Linked DNA regions of Zea mays: all the other regions are linked to region 1. A link is a contact called in public Hi-C data. All regions are on one chromosome and are shown on one strand. Each heading gives the region's core, a stretch centred on a gene start, on an enhancer-like site or on the middle of the called end of the contact. The rest is flanking DNA. Distances are from core to core; before and after follow the strand shown. Region 1 holds the start of LOC103630624. Region 2 holds the start of LOC100283705. Region 3 holds the start of LOC100384241.

Region 1 (4,071 bases), core at 1,038-3,537:
GAACCGCGCTGCACTAGTACTTCGCTACAGTAAGCCAGTAACAAAGTTCACTGTTTGTATGGAAAGTATACTGCACTACAGTGCCCCCTGCGCGTGGTTTCGTTCTCCTTCGCACGGACTGTAGTGCATGTGTTTCTGATTTGCCCACTATATTATATAAAAGCACCGTTTGGTTAGAGGAACTAATCTAGTCTCTGGTTTTTAGTCCTGTTTAGTTACTATTTTGACAAACATAAGAACTAAAGTAGGGACCAATTAATTGACTTTAGTCTCTATAGTCCCTCACATGGGTGCTAAAAGTGACTAAAAGATAACATTTACTTGATTGCCCTTGTCTAGAAAACTAGCATGAAACAAAAAAAAATGTATTTTGGTTTTTATATGTTGCATTTAATATATTTAGAATTTGTTTAGTTCTTATAATCCAAAAAGATAGGGACTAAACTTTAGTTCATAGGACTAATGGAACCAAACTGAGCTTAAGCCTATCATATCTCATTTCCTATTCAAACTTTACGAATCCAATTTTTTCTATTTTATACGATTTGCTTGGGTTGTCCATATAATTTGTAATATCAATTATATCGACTACACGTGATTTGTCAACTCTGCATTGCACCGCGCAATAATATATAGATATCGGTGACGGGTTCACCGCCCCGCTGTCCTGGTCAGACGTACGGGCTTCTTATGCCATAAATCACTGCTACATATACGTAATTCACGAGTAAAATATAGTTTGAGGTGGACAACAATTGAACAAGGTCTATCTATTTTTAATCTTTGACCATATGCTCTTGAAATTTTCTAGGCCCGTCACTACAAGATAGTATATATTATATGATTCTGTTTTATGTAGTTCGGTTTTAGCCTGTAGCGTATATACTACCCATATTTAACAACGGATCGCCCTCGCGTTTGTGGAGAGCATACACACGTGGTGCACGGATTTGTATGTGCCGGAACAGGATAAGCAAGCGCTTGGTGGCTTTGCTTGGTTCACTTCGTATACGCCAGATCTCTCTATATGTGTACGTCGCGTTAAGCTTGTGGTACCATAGCAGCCAGTCTTTCTTTGCTCTGCGCGCCTTGTCCAGCCGCTTTCGAACGTGTATATATACACGATGCTTTAGCAGCTCTCCACGAGCCCAGCTTTAGCCCCACGCTTGGCTGTTGTTTGATTGTTTCGGCCAACCAGCCTCGGCCTCGTCATAGATGTACTATCCATGTTCAGATCCTACGTACGTACGTACGTACTAGTAGTGAAAAATAGGCTATTTAAATTCATACTCTTAGTTTCGTCGCATTACTTATTCTTCCTCCTAGTCATAATTTTTGTTCAGTTTTACCGTTCTGTTATATAATACTGGAAGTGCAAAAATGAATAAAAAACACAACTACGACGGTAAAAATAAGGACATAACAAAACTAAAGTCACCACCTTAAAAAAACCAAAAAAATATATTAGGCCTGAGATGCATGCATGATCAGGAGCAATTAATTGAGCACGACTACCCTTCCTCGCTCAAACGTTGTGATGTGAAGCAAGCGTTCAATGAATGAAAGCTTCGGAAGTACACGAGTCCATGTGCAGTCGACGCCGAGCCGATGGATGCCACTTGCCACCACAACGTTTCGGAGGGGAGCTGGCCGCTGAAACGTCGTTTCGGAGGAAGGCACGCGATCTCTCCACGGCGAGAAGTCCACGTCTGTGCGGTGCGGATGCACGGCGGCACCCCCTCGCTAGCTTTCTTTTCTGGCAATAAACAAAACGATTTTTATTAGCTTCAGCTTCTGCATCATCAAACGTGCTCGCCGCACCGACGGACCGGACCAACCGGACCCGGCCGTCCTCTGCCTGCGATGTGACGCGAAGTTCCAAATGGAAATGGCACCAACCAAGCAAAAAGCAGGCCATGTTTTTTTTTTCCGGCAAGCACGGCGCGGACCCACACCCACACTAGAGCGCGCTCGGGCTCGCTCCCAGTCCCAGACCAGGGCGGGGCGGCGTCGTCGTCGTCGTCGTCTCGCTGACGTCCCCACGTCACCCGGCGGCCGCGTTTATTTATTTTATTAACCGTCCGTCTAGGCGCCTAGCGGGTCTGCGTCAGGCGCAGTAACCCAGTCGCCTGTGGGCCGTGGCGGAGGAGAGGAAGCAGACGAGGCGAGGTGAGGAAACCAGCGCGTGGGCGCCGCGCGCGCAGTAGAAACCGCCCCCCTCCCAAGCGCGAGCGCGTTGTTCGTCTCGCGGTCTCGCCTCGCCTCGCCTCGCCTGGCACTGGCACGCGCAAAACCACATCGCATCGCGAGCTCGGCCGGCGCACCACCTACCCTCCCCGTCCCCGGCTCCGCTGCCCCGCTCGCTCTCCGATTCCGAACAGGCAAACCGCGTCGCCGCCCGCTCGCCCCGCGCTTCTAACCCCCACCCAACTCTGCCTCTGATCCGACCCACCCACCCGCCCCGCGCCCGCGCGTTAAGTATCCGCCTGCGTTCGTCCCCCCTCCATCTGATCTGGTTCCCACCCGCGGGCATCACATCCCCGCCGCCGCCGCCGCCGCCGCCGAATCTCGCGCTCGCGGCGCGGGATCTCGCGGGCCCCGGCCCCACGACCCGGCGGATCGGGATGAGAGTGGGGCGTCGGCGATGACCGGCTCGGCGGCCTCGCTGGGCCTGCGGTCCGGGAGCTACGGCTCCCTCGCGGCCGCCGTCGGCGGCGGGAGGAAGGCCGGCGCCGCCGCCGCCTGCCGCCCGCTGCGCGGGGAGAAGGACCGCCTGCAGCTGCTGCACCGCGCGCTGCGGCTGGGCGGTCGCCGCAGGGCCGGCGTCCTGCTGCTGCTCGCCGTCGTGTCCGCCGCTGTCTTCTCCTCTCTCTTCGCCGTCGTCAAAGGTCCGCGCCCCCGTTCCCGCTAGCTTGCCCGTCTCCTCTCCTCTAATGTTGCAGCTTCTGCCGCACTTTGGCGCTCTGCTTTGCCGGCCTGAGCCTTGTGACGTGGGTGCCTTTTAGTTCAGAAGATACTAGAGCAGTGTGCTGGGGTCATGCAGGTGGCGTTTACAGAATTTGAACTGGCTTGTTATGTTTTAAACAGTGGGGAACAATCGTGTGTGCATACTCCACTCCGTCTCCGTGTAGAGGATGCTGTCAAATGCTTGGACCTGTTACATTACATACTCCCCACGCTGATGGTGTGACGACCCCCTTCTCAATTCTACAATGTCGTAGTCCTGTGTCGTCAGGGATAACTGGATAATAGTGTACCCAATGACTTGGTCTACTGCAAACTAGTGGATAATTTTTTGTCCGTGTAAATTATGTTTCATGACGCTGAAGTGCTGATGGCTATGATATGGCTAGAATGATTAGGGACTTCGCTCTGAGAAGTTTTTGGTCTTCTTGTTTTTTATTTTTTGAGAAATCAGATGGTGGAGTAGAGCTGAGCTCTTTTGTGCTTGTACCTATCTTGCATGGTCTTTAGCAATCGATTTTGTTGTTAATTGAAATAGCCAAACGAGTACACTTGCATGCTGATCCAAGCCATCGATGGTCATTTCAGTTTCCTGCTTGTGCTGTACGTCTTTTGTTAATGTAGGCAATTTCCCCACGAATCGTCAACTGACGTTTTCTATTGGAGCGTGCCTTGTGGTTACAGATTAGTATAGCCACTGACTATGTACCTCAATACTGTGTTTCAGATGACAGCAATTCAATCAGTATCGTAAATAATTATGAAGTACCAAATGCCATACAGAAGTCAGTGTATCCCAGCACAACACGGCCTCTAATGATGTCTGGAAACCAATACTCCACCAGTGTTGTCAACAAAATCGAGCTTCCAAATCGGCTTCATCTTACGTATGCAAACTTCACACATCCTTGCGAAGGTTTCTCAGTCCCTCCTCCCCTGGTTGATAAGAAACGCACTGGACCCCGACGTAAGAGTTATTATTTGCACCTTTCTACTAGCATTGCAGAATAGTTCGTAAATAATCACTGATCGTGTTATCTGTTTCTCATTTTCCCTGTAGCATGCCCTGTTTGCTATGTTTCTGTGGATCAGGCATTTGCCTTGATG
Region 2 (4,071 bases), core at 820-3,319, 170 kb after region 1:
ACATGGGGAGCTGGGGTGGCCTGTAAGAGGGGGGCCAGGGCGTAGCCTGCAGTTCTGCTGACAGAGGAGAAGCATCATCAAAAGCAAAATTTCCATGATGGAAATCCTCATACCAGTCATCCTCGTTGAAGAAGCCCTCTTAGTGCAATTCCTTGTGATATGGCCTTCGATTCTGCTCATCTTGAGCGAGATGACGCACTTCTTCGGTAGCTTCGTCAATCTGTCTTTGCAGTTCAGCTAACCGAGCCATCTTCTCCTTCTTCTTCTGGACCTGCTGATGAAGCATCTCCATATTCCTGATTTCCTGGTCCAACTCATCCTCTTGTGGTGTTGGACTAGTAGCCTTCCTCTTCTGGTTTCGGGCTTCCCAAAGAGAAAGGGTCTCCTGATTCGGATCTAGCGGCTGCAGAACGGCAGCCCCTGTTGCCGAAGCTTTCTTTGGTGGCATGACGAAGGTTGATGCTTGCTGAAGGTGGTCGAAAAAGAGTTCACCGGAGGTGGGCGCCAATGTTGTGGACTTGTTCTCAAATGCTATGAAGTAAGAACAAGACAACATAGTAAACGTTATACGTTAAAGCCCTTCGTCCTTCGAAGCATTATTTCCCTTAGGATATAATGATTTTTGGATGAAGGTAACGAAGGACTTACCTTTATTAACATAACATATGAGGGTGAAGAAAGAATCATATAGACCATAAAAATAATATAAATAATCATATATTATCATTGTCTCACTCTTATTTAATTACTATAGAAAAATAGAAGCAATATTAGATTACAAGTATACCTTCGACTTGAAGGAATGTGAAAGTACCAGCGTGACGCAAGGATAAACGCCAGGTCAACGTGAACAGTAAGGAGTTATTGTTCATCTATTTATAGGCACGGGACGCAGCCCATGTGAAATTACACTCATACCCTCTATATTTGCTAACAACTCTGTAGCAGTCCCTCGAGGTTTGAATAGCCTTTTCATCTTTAAGTCGGTTTCCTTTTTCCGTTATCATGCCGAAGTTCTCCTGCGCACATCTTCGGTTTGTGCTATCCTTCGTACTCCTCGTGCTTCTCCACGCTGTGGCTTCAACTCAAGTCCGAAGATATCTGTTCATGTACTGTACTTCCAGAAACATTGTTAAATCATGTTTTTGAGGACCTTCGGAAGCCGAAGGCCCCCAACACCTAGTTGCCCGGAGCACCGCCGCGCGCCGCAGTCCGCAGACAAGGACACAAGGTGTCTGACAGTCTGAGCGCGCGAATCTGAGCAGAGTAGGTGTCTGAGCTGTCTGAGGGCGCTGCTAACCATGTGACCACGCCGCTGTCTGAGCGCGCCTGCGCGCCGATCTGAGCAGCCAAGCCACAACTCATCCTCATGAACGCTATGTATTGATTATTATATTTCTAGAATTTGTATCAATTTATTTTTAGGCTATTAAATTATATCTTGATTCTTGTGTCATTAAATATCAAATATGTTTTTTGTTTGGTTTAAAAAAATTTATAGTCTTAGTTTAATAGTCCTCTCTTGGATCAATCCTGGATCCGCCACTGCCTCTGCTTGTGTAGTAAACTGATTGTGGTGCTATAGAGGGTGGCATATCCACTGTAGAGGCATGCTGGGTCGACACTAGTTCACGGGCTCTATTAATAACCTGGCTCAAGAGCCTAGGCCCTAGTGGCCATAGGCCTACATCCGTTTATGGAAAGAAGTGGCTGGACATAGCTCTCGATCAGGAATGATTTATAGCATTTTTTTTAACTTGACGTCAAGATTTTGTTGCGTAAAGGTAGGACCATGTCGACACCACGTCAGCCCTACAGTGTCAGCGGATCACGTGACTCGGCGTTAGCACTAAGCGAAGGTCTAAAAACTTAAAAAAGAGCTAAAAATAAAGAAATTCGGACCTATCGCGCTCTCGACGCCCAGGGTCCACGGACTCCACGCCATCGCCGCCAACTGTGCGTGAGCGGCCGCCGCAAGAAAATACTTTGTTTTTTGCGCGCCCGATCTCTGACCGGGAGCGCCGGGAGTCGCCTCGCTACAAAAGATCGCGGACACGCGACTCTGGCCAGGGAGACGGACAAAAGGAGAGGCGTGGACACGGGACGCGAGGTAGACAGCGCCCGGCGTGACGTGGCGCGAGAGGGAGAGCGGAGAGGGGGGCTCACCAAACTGCAAAGTCTGTCTCCTGACTCCTCGCCGGCGTGCCGGATCTCCTGTCTCTCTCGCGGTCGGCGGCCGCATAGCCTCGTTCACTCGCACGACACAGGGCAGGGGGGCGATGGGCTGCGCGACGTCCAAGCAGTTCAGCAGGAGCGCGCCGGCGCACGCGGATCCGGCCGTGCTGGCGACCCAGACCTCATGTGAGCATCTCACCTCCCTCCCTCCCTCTCCCACCACCCCCTCCTCACCGCCGGCAACGACGGCGCCAATTGCGGGACGCTGACCCACGTCTGCTGCGGCTGTTGTGTTGCTTGTGTGGCATGGTAGTCACGGTGAACGAGGTGGAGGCGCTGTACGAGCTGTACAAGAAGCTGAGCTGCTCCATCGTCAAAGACGGGCTCATCCACAAGGTGGAGATCGACCGACGACCCATCTCGGTACATTCCCTGGTTTCTGATACTTAGATCGCGCCGCTAACGGGTTGGAGTCTGTGCTGTGTTGGTTTGGTCTGGTCGGTCAGGAGGAGTTCCAGCTCGCCTTGTTCAGGAACAGCAGGAGAGCGAACCTCTTTGCAGACAGGGTAAGCATCTCGTGCTCATTTTCGCTCTTACAGGACACAGGAGGAGGAAACTCAGTTCGTGTTTCGCCGTCACAGGTCTTCGATCTGTTCGATCTCAAGCGGAACGGAGTCATCGATTTCGAGGAGTTCGTGCGGTCGCTCAGTGTGTTCCACCCTAAAGCAGATACGTCGGAGAAGACGGCGTGTACGAACTGCATACCTCAATGTTCATTCATCATCTTCTTCTTCTCGTGCATTAGGCCATGTTTGCGACGAGGGATTTTTTCTCTCGCTAAAAATCCTGAGCTTCTCGCGTGAAATTCCTGTACGGTTCGGAATGGCCACACCGAGAAAGGACGGAGATGACATGTTTGATCTGGACTTTTCTCATCCTTTATGCAGTCGCTTTCAAGCTGTATGATCTGAGGGGAACAGGCTACATCGAGAAAGAAGAGGTGATCATTCATGCGTTCTCCTGTATATTTTCCAAAGAAAAAAAAAAGAACAACCAGAGCGCATGCCATTTAATGACTGCAAACCATAGTGACTGTGTGTTTTTTTAGATAATGGATCAAAATTCGGCTTTCGCCTCTTTCGAGGGTAAGGTCAAATTTACACAACTTAAAACAAATCCAACAACTCACAAAAACATGATAAAACTGTAAGCTTAAAAGAGGTAATAGCTTCCCTACTTCTCACCGACTCAAACTCACTTAAACATTATTTTATTACAACTCAATCATGTTTGAAAACCTCCAACCCTGATAATCAAAAAACTGCATGACCACCGACTCCAGATGACGATAAGCTTTTCTTAAAAAATCTGCTCTTTTTCACTTTTATGTAGCTGTGCCCGTAGTCTTAGCTAATGAGTACCTCTAACTAGAACCTGCAAATAAGTCAACATACGTAATTTATTAAATACTAAGTCATTTATACTTTTCCAAAAAGCTCAGCACAGTGTTAAGACACATGTAATAATCAGATTCTTAGTATTTAGATCCATCACGTCAACCAACTCCCAACCATAATGCCTGTGTACACTGCACTTGTTCGATTCTAATATAAAACAGTAACTTTGTTCTTGAGAAGCAGCTCAGAGAGATGGTCTTGGCGCTGCTTGATGAGTCCGACCTCTGCCTTTCAGACAGCACCGTCGAGACGATCGTCGATAACGTAACTGATACACTGCTACTCTCCGCTAGTCATCAGGTGCTTGTTTGCAAAGATCCCGTCTCCGTTCTAACTCGTATCATATCGTGCTGCTCTGTTCGCGTTGGAGTGCAGACGTTCAGCCAAGCGGACTCGAACGGAGATGGCAGGATAGATCCTGAAGAATGGGAGGAGTTCG
Region 3 (4,071 bases), core at 700-3,199, 170 kb before region 1:
AGCATAAAGAATAACTCCACAGCTCCAGACGTCAACTTCAGGACCAGCATATAGTTTACCAGATATGACCTAAGAAAATAAGACAGAAACGTGTCATGGCAAGTTATATATGTAAATGCAACCATGAAGGACGCTAATTGTAAATTATGCTAGATGATACCTCAGGTGCTGCATAATTCGGGCTACCACAACTCGTCTTAAGAAAGTGACCATCACGCATAATATTACTTAAGCCAAAATCGGCAATCTTAACATTGCATTTTGAATCCAAAAGAAGATTCTCTGGCTTTAAATCACGGTGAGCAACCATGTTCCTATGGCAATATTCAACACCAGATATGATCTGCATAAAAAGGTCAATAAGATTGAACTAGGCTCAATGAACCAAACAAACACAAATATTCAATTTATTGATCGCAGATATGAAAGAAGCATGACGGTTGACAGATTTGAAACATTTATCAGCTCACAAAACAGCTTATGTCAACCATACTACAGTTCTTCGAACCAAGGATTACAATGCATTGTGCAATCTTTGGAATGAACATAGTAATATGCAAGAAAGCCACCTGCTGAAAAAAGTGTCGGGCTTCCTCTTCGTGTAGCCTTCCCTTCTCAACGATGTAATCAAACAACTCTCCAGATTTAACATACTCCATAACAACACAGATATCAGCAGGTGTATCTATCACCTCATAAAGGCGTATGATATGAGGATGCATAAATAATCTCAGTATCTTGATTTCTCTCTTAACTGCAGGTACGTAATAAGAGAGGATTAAGTTGAGTACTTCAACAAAGAAAAAAGAATTCCGGGACACAATAAGGAGCTTTGCTACGGTTCTGTACTGTATACATCACGAGCATGCTTAAGAACCACAAATGAGTGTTCTGTACAGAAGGAATAAGCAATGACCTTTCTCTTCCATATCCATGCTTCTGATCTTCTTGCGATTGAGAATCTTGATCGCCACCTTATGACCAGTCAATATATGTTCCGCGATCTTCACTTTACCGAACGACCCAATTCCCAGGGTTTTGCCAATTCTGTAACCGCTCAAAGGGTTGGCATCTCTTCCCGCTCCCTCCATCGTGTACCTGAATCACAGTCATCGAATATCATCCTAGTTTGAGCGTAAAAGAAAAAACTAGAGCTAAAACCATGCGCACTCATCAGTATGAAAATCTAATAAGCACTGATACCATTCGAAGGTTGGACCTAGACGATCGAAACAAGTAATAACAATTCAGGCTAAGCAAAGGCACAGCGCGCCAAAAAAAATTCCTCGACGGTAAAACCCAATTTCATTACTTCAGCAACGAAATTACAAGGTTCGACAGTTTGAAAACAACCCGCTACACCCCACCACCGTGCTCCTGATCACGGAGGGACCGAGCAACATGTGTTCAAAACAGCACGCCTCGGTTTTACTCCGCGGAAAGGTCGGGGAGGCGAACCAGAATCCCTGTTGCTAATTCCTCAACCTATTTTCTGAAACTATTCGCGCCCAACTAGCTTATAAAAGAAATGAAGCTGAAGCGCCCGAGCCCCAACCCCAAATCCCCAACCCCTGCACAGGCACCCCTAGCGCGCCATCCACGACGCCAGGACCCGGATCTAGCAGAGCTAGCCGGGTCACGAAATCCCTCTCCGCTAGTAGCAACGGGGCACGAGCCACAGCGTCAGAGCCAAGCTTCTTCACGGCTCAAACACCCAGACGCGCATCCCAATTGGCAGGCTGGGAGGACAAAGGGACTAAGGGAGGGTAGAGTAGAGGCAGGCGCAGAGAGGAGAAGGCGTACCTCGCCGCAGGGGAGACGCTGCGAGCTGGGTCCCGCCCGCCGGAGCAGGCGGCGGCGGCGAGGCCGGGGGAGCTCGTGAGAGAAGCCCGCAGGGGAGGGGAGGGGAGGGGGAGAAAGAAAGAGGCAGAATGCGCCTGACACGCGAGTGACGCCAGAGAGAGAAATGCCGGGGAGAGAGAGAGGAGAAAAGCGAGGCTCACATGGGACCTACCGCGACAGCGGGCGCCTCGAGGGCGCCGTGTTATCGTGTCCGCCGCTCCTGGACGGACGGGACGGGACGCCGGAGAGGGACGGTTTGGCGTTTTCGGCATTTCGGTGGGCGCCTGGGATTGGCCGTGCCCGCGGCAATAATTTGGCAGGTGGATCTCATTCTCTCGCGGTGTCCTTTGCCGGCGTTCTTCACCTGGTGCATCAGCATCACTTCTCACTCGCGATTTTTTTGCATCACAACCACATGATGCTCTACTACTGCAGTCCTCCTGGTCGGTTGGTAGTACAGTATGGGCAAACAACGGCGGGATGGAATGGAGGGCCTCTGCAGGTAGAAAGTAGAATGGACAAGTGTTGTCCAGTGCTGCTGTCTTTGCTAGTAGTATTGTGTTTGCCCAATTCCGATGGCTTGCCATTATCATCAAATTCAGACAGAGGGAATCTCGGATGCCAAGTGCACGGAACAGCTGAACCGCGAGCACATTAGCACAACACACTTTCTGTTCCGGTCTGGGGTTCCAGCGTGCTCTTGTCCTCTAGGTGAGTCCTTGACCTGCTGACCACTCCATAGATTTCAGACTCAGTTGGGATGGCCTAGCCCTAGCTCAAACCATTCAACGCCAACTATAGGGGCATTGCATCACAAGTCAGGACGCATTGTTACTGAAGCATTATACAAATTACCGAAGGTTTATCTTGGTGATATTTTATTTCAGCAGGTACTGTTGTGTGATGAAAACAAGGTTACCAGCAACCATTAAAGTATCCCCATGAATATAATAAGAGGGCTCCACTTGGAGTTCCACAAACAACCTTTTTACCGTTCTGAGAGCCACAAAGAATAAGAAGAAAAAAAATCAATTGTCATGACAACAGGACAAAAATGTTGCTAGCAAAAACTGTTTGCCAAAACATGGTACCTTCATTAGCACCGAGGATACCAACTCATCTTCTGAAAATTCAGATTGTGACCTTACCTGGTATTAAATTAGAAACAGTTAAAAGACTGCAAGTTAACTTACAGTAATTCATTGGTAAATGGTAACCTTGATAAGAAGCCCTAAAACACGAATTCAGCACACACTAAGCAAGAATCACGTACTCCAAAGGTAACTCACTTTATTCCTCCGCAGGGTGTTCATAGACAAAGTTTCATCCCCGCTACAAGGAAAGCAAAGAAGTTTAATCTTTAGTTACCATGCTGTGTATCATGCACAGAATGCATGTCGATAAATTTGACATGCAAATGTTTTGCAAATAAATCCATCTTTAGATCTCACAGAATATCTTCTGTTCGATGGTATTACAAAATCACATCATCAAATTACTTAATATCCAATCTGCATGAAGTAGCAGTTAAATGTGGAACTGAAAACAGGAGTACTTATGCCTGATCCATGACAAAAAAAAAAGGGAATAAATAAGATAATTGGTGATCATCTTTAGTTGCTGCCATGCAGATAGTGTTTCGATTGTGTTTGATACATCTCAACTGCACGGAATCTAGTTAAACCTTTGTGGCCAGTATCTGATTTGAGTCAGCCACATAGGTCATATCTGAAATGTAATCATCGTGGACTTCAAAACTGTTGCAGCAAGATTGTTACCGGGTATCCCATACCTAAAATTAAAAGAATGATGATAGCTAAGTCAAAACTACATTATACATCTAATAGAAGATAATTGCATATATAAAACAATTTTTGTCTGCAAAGGAGTCATCTCATAAACGTCACTTCAGTCCAAAAACGGACATTAGTGAACATTTTTTCAACGCGGATTTTAGTAATGCTTGGTACAGGCATTGTTATATAAATAAGCTTGTTAATGCTTATTTTCGTATGACCCCAAACTGTCAAGTTACTGAAAACTTGATGATGAAATTGAACTGTATTTTAGCACCTAGCAGATTTATTACTTCTGTTGACGCCTTTTCGGAGCGTCAAACACTCAACAAGAACTGTGGCGGTGCCCTCTGAACAGGGGCGGACGGTCCGCGTGCGGGACCGGACGGTCCGCGGCCTGGTGCGAGGCGCGGTGGTACTCTCTGCGCAGGGG

What was found. Hi-C and Micro-C count contacts between places; a contact is called where the count stands out from the background.
Region 2: a contact with region 1 is called in a Hi-C map of leaf, with 3 times the contacts expected there. The contact joins the promoter of LOC100283705 here to the promoter of LOC103630624 in region 1. A contact is called at or near these places in 3 of 25 Hi-C or Micro-C datasets (ear, leaf and tassel).
Region 3: a contact with region 1 is called in a Hi-C map of ear, with 4 times the contacts expected there. The contact joins the promoter of LOC100384241 here to the promoter of LOC103630624 in region 1. A contact is called at or near these places in 3 of 25 Hi-C or Micro-C datasets (ear, tassel and an unstated tissue).

Annotation. Positions count from the first base shown.
Region 1 is chr6:170,905,012-170,909,082 of Zm-B73-REFERENCE-NAM-5.0, reverse strand. LOC103630624 reads left to right here and starts at 2,287. Exons shown (of 9, transcript NM_001364975.1): 1 at 2,287-2,888; 2 at 3,692-3,931; 3 at 4,025-4,071. The coding sequence starts at 2,645.
Region 2 is chr6:170,737,616-170,741,686 of Zm-B73-REFERENCE-NAM-5.0, reverse strand. It overlaps LOC100283705, which reads left to right and starts at 2,069. Exons shown (of 8, transcript NM_001156604.2): 1 at 2,069-2,361; 2 at 2,489-2,571; 3 at 2,682-2,741; 4 at 2,817-2,925; 5 at 3,123-3,175; 6 at 3,816-3,896; 7 at 4,008-4,071. The coding sequence starts at 2,280.
Region 3 is chr6:171,070,847-171,074,917 of Zm-B73-REFERENCE-NAM-5.0, reverse strand. It overlaps LOC100384241, which reads right to left and starts at 1,949. Exons shown (of 11, transcript NM_001362306.1): 1 at 1,804-1,949; 2 at 917-1,098; 3 at 570-754; 4 at 161-343; 5 at 1-69. The coding sequence starts at 1,091.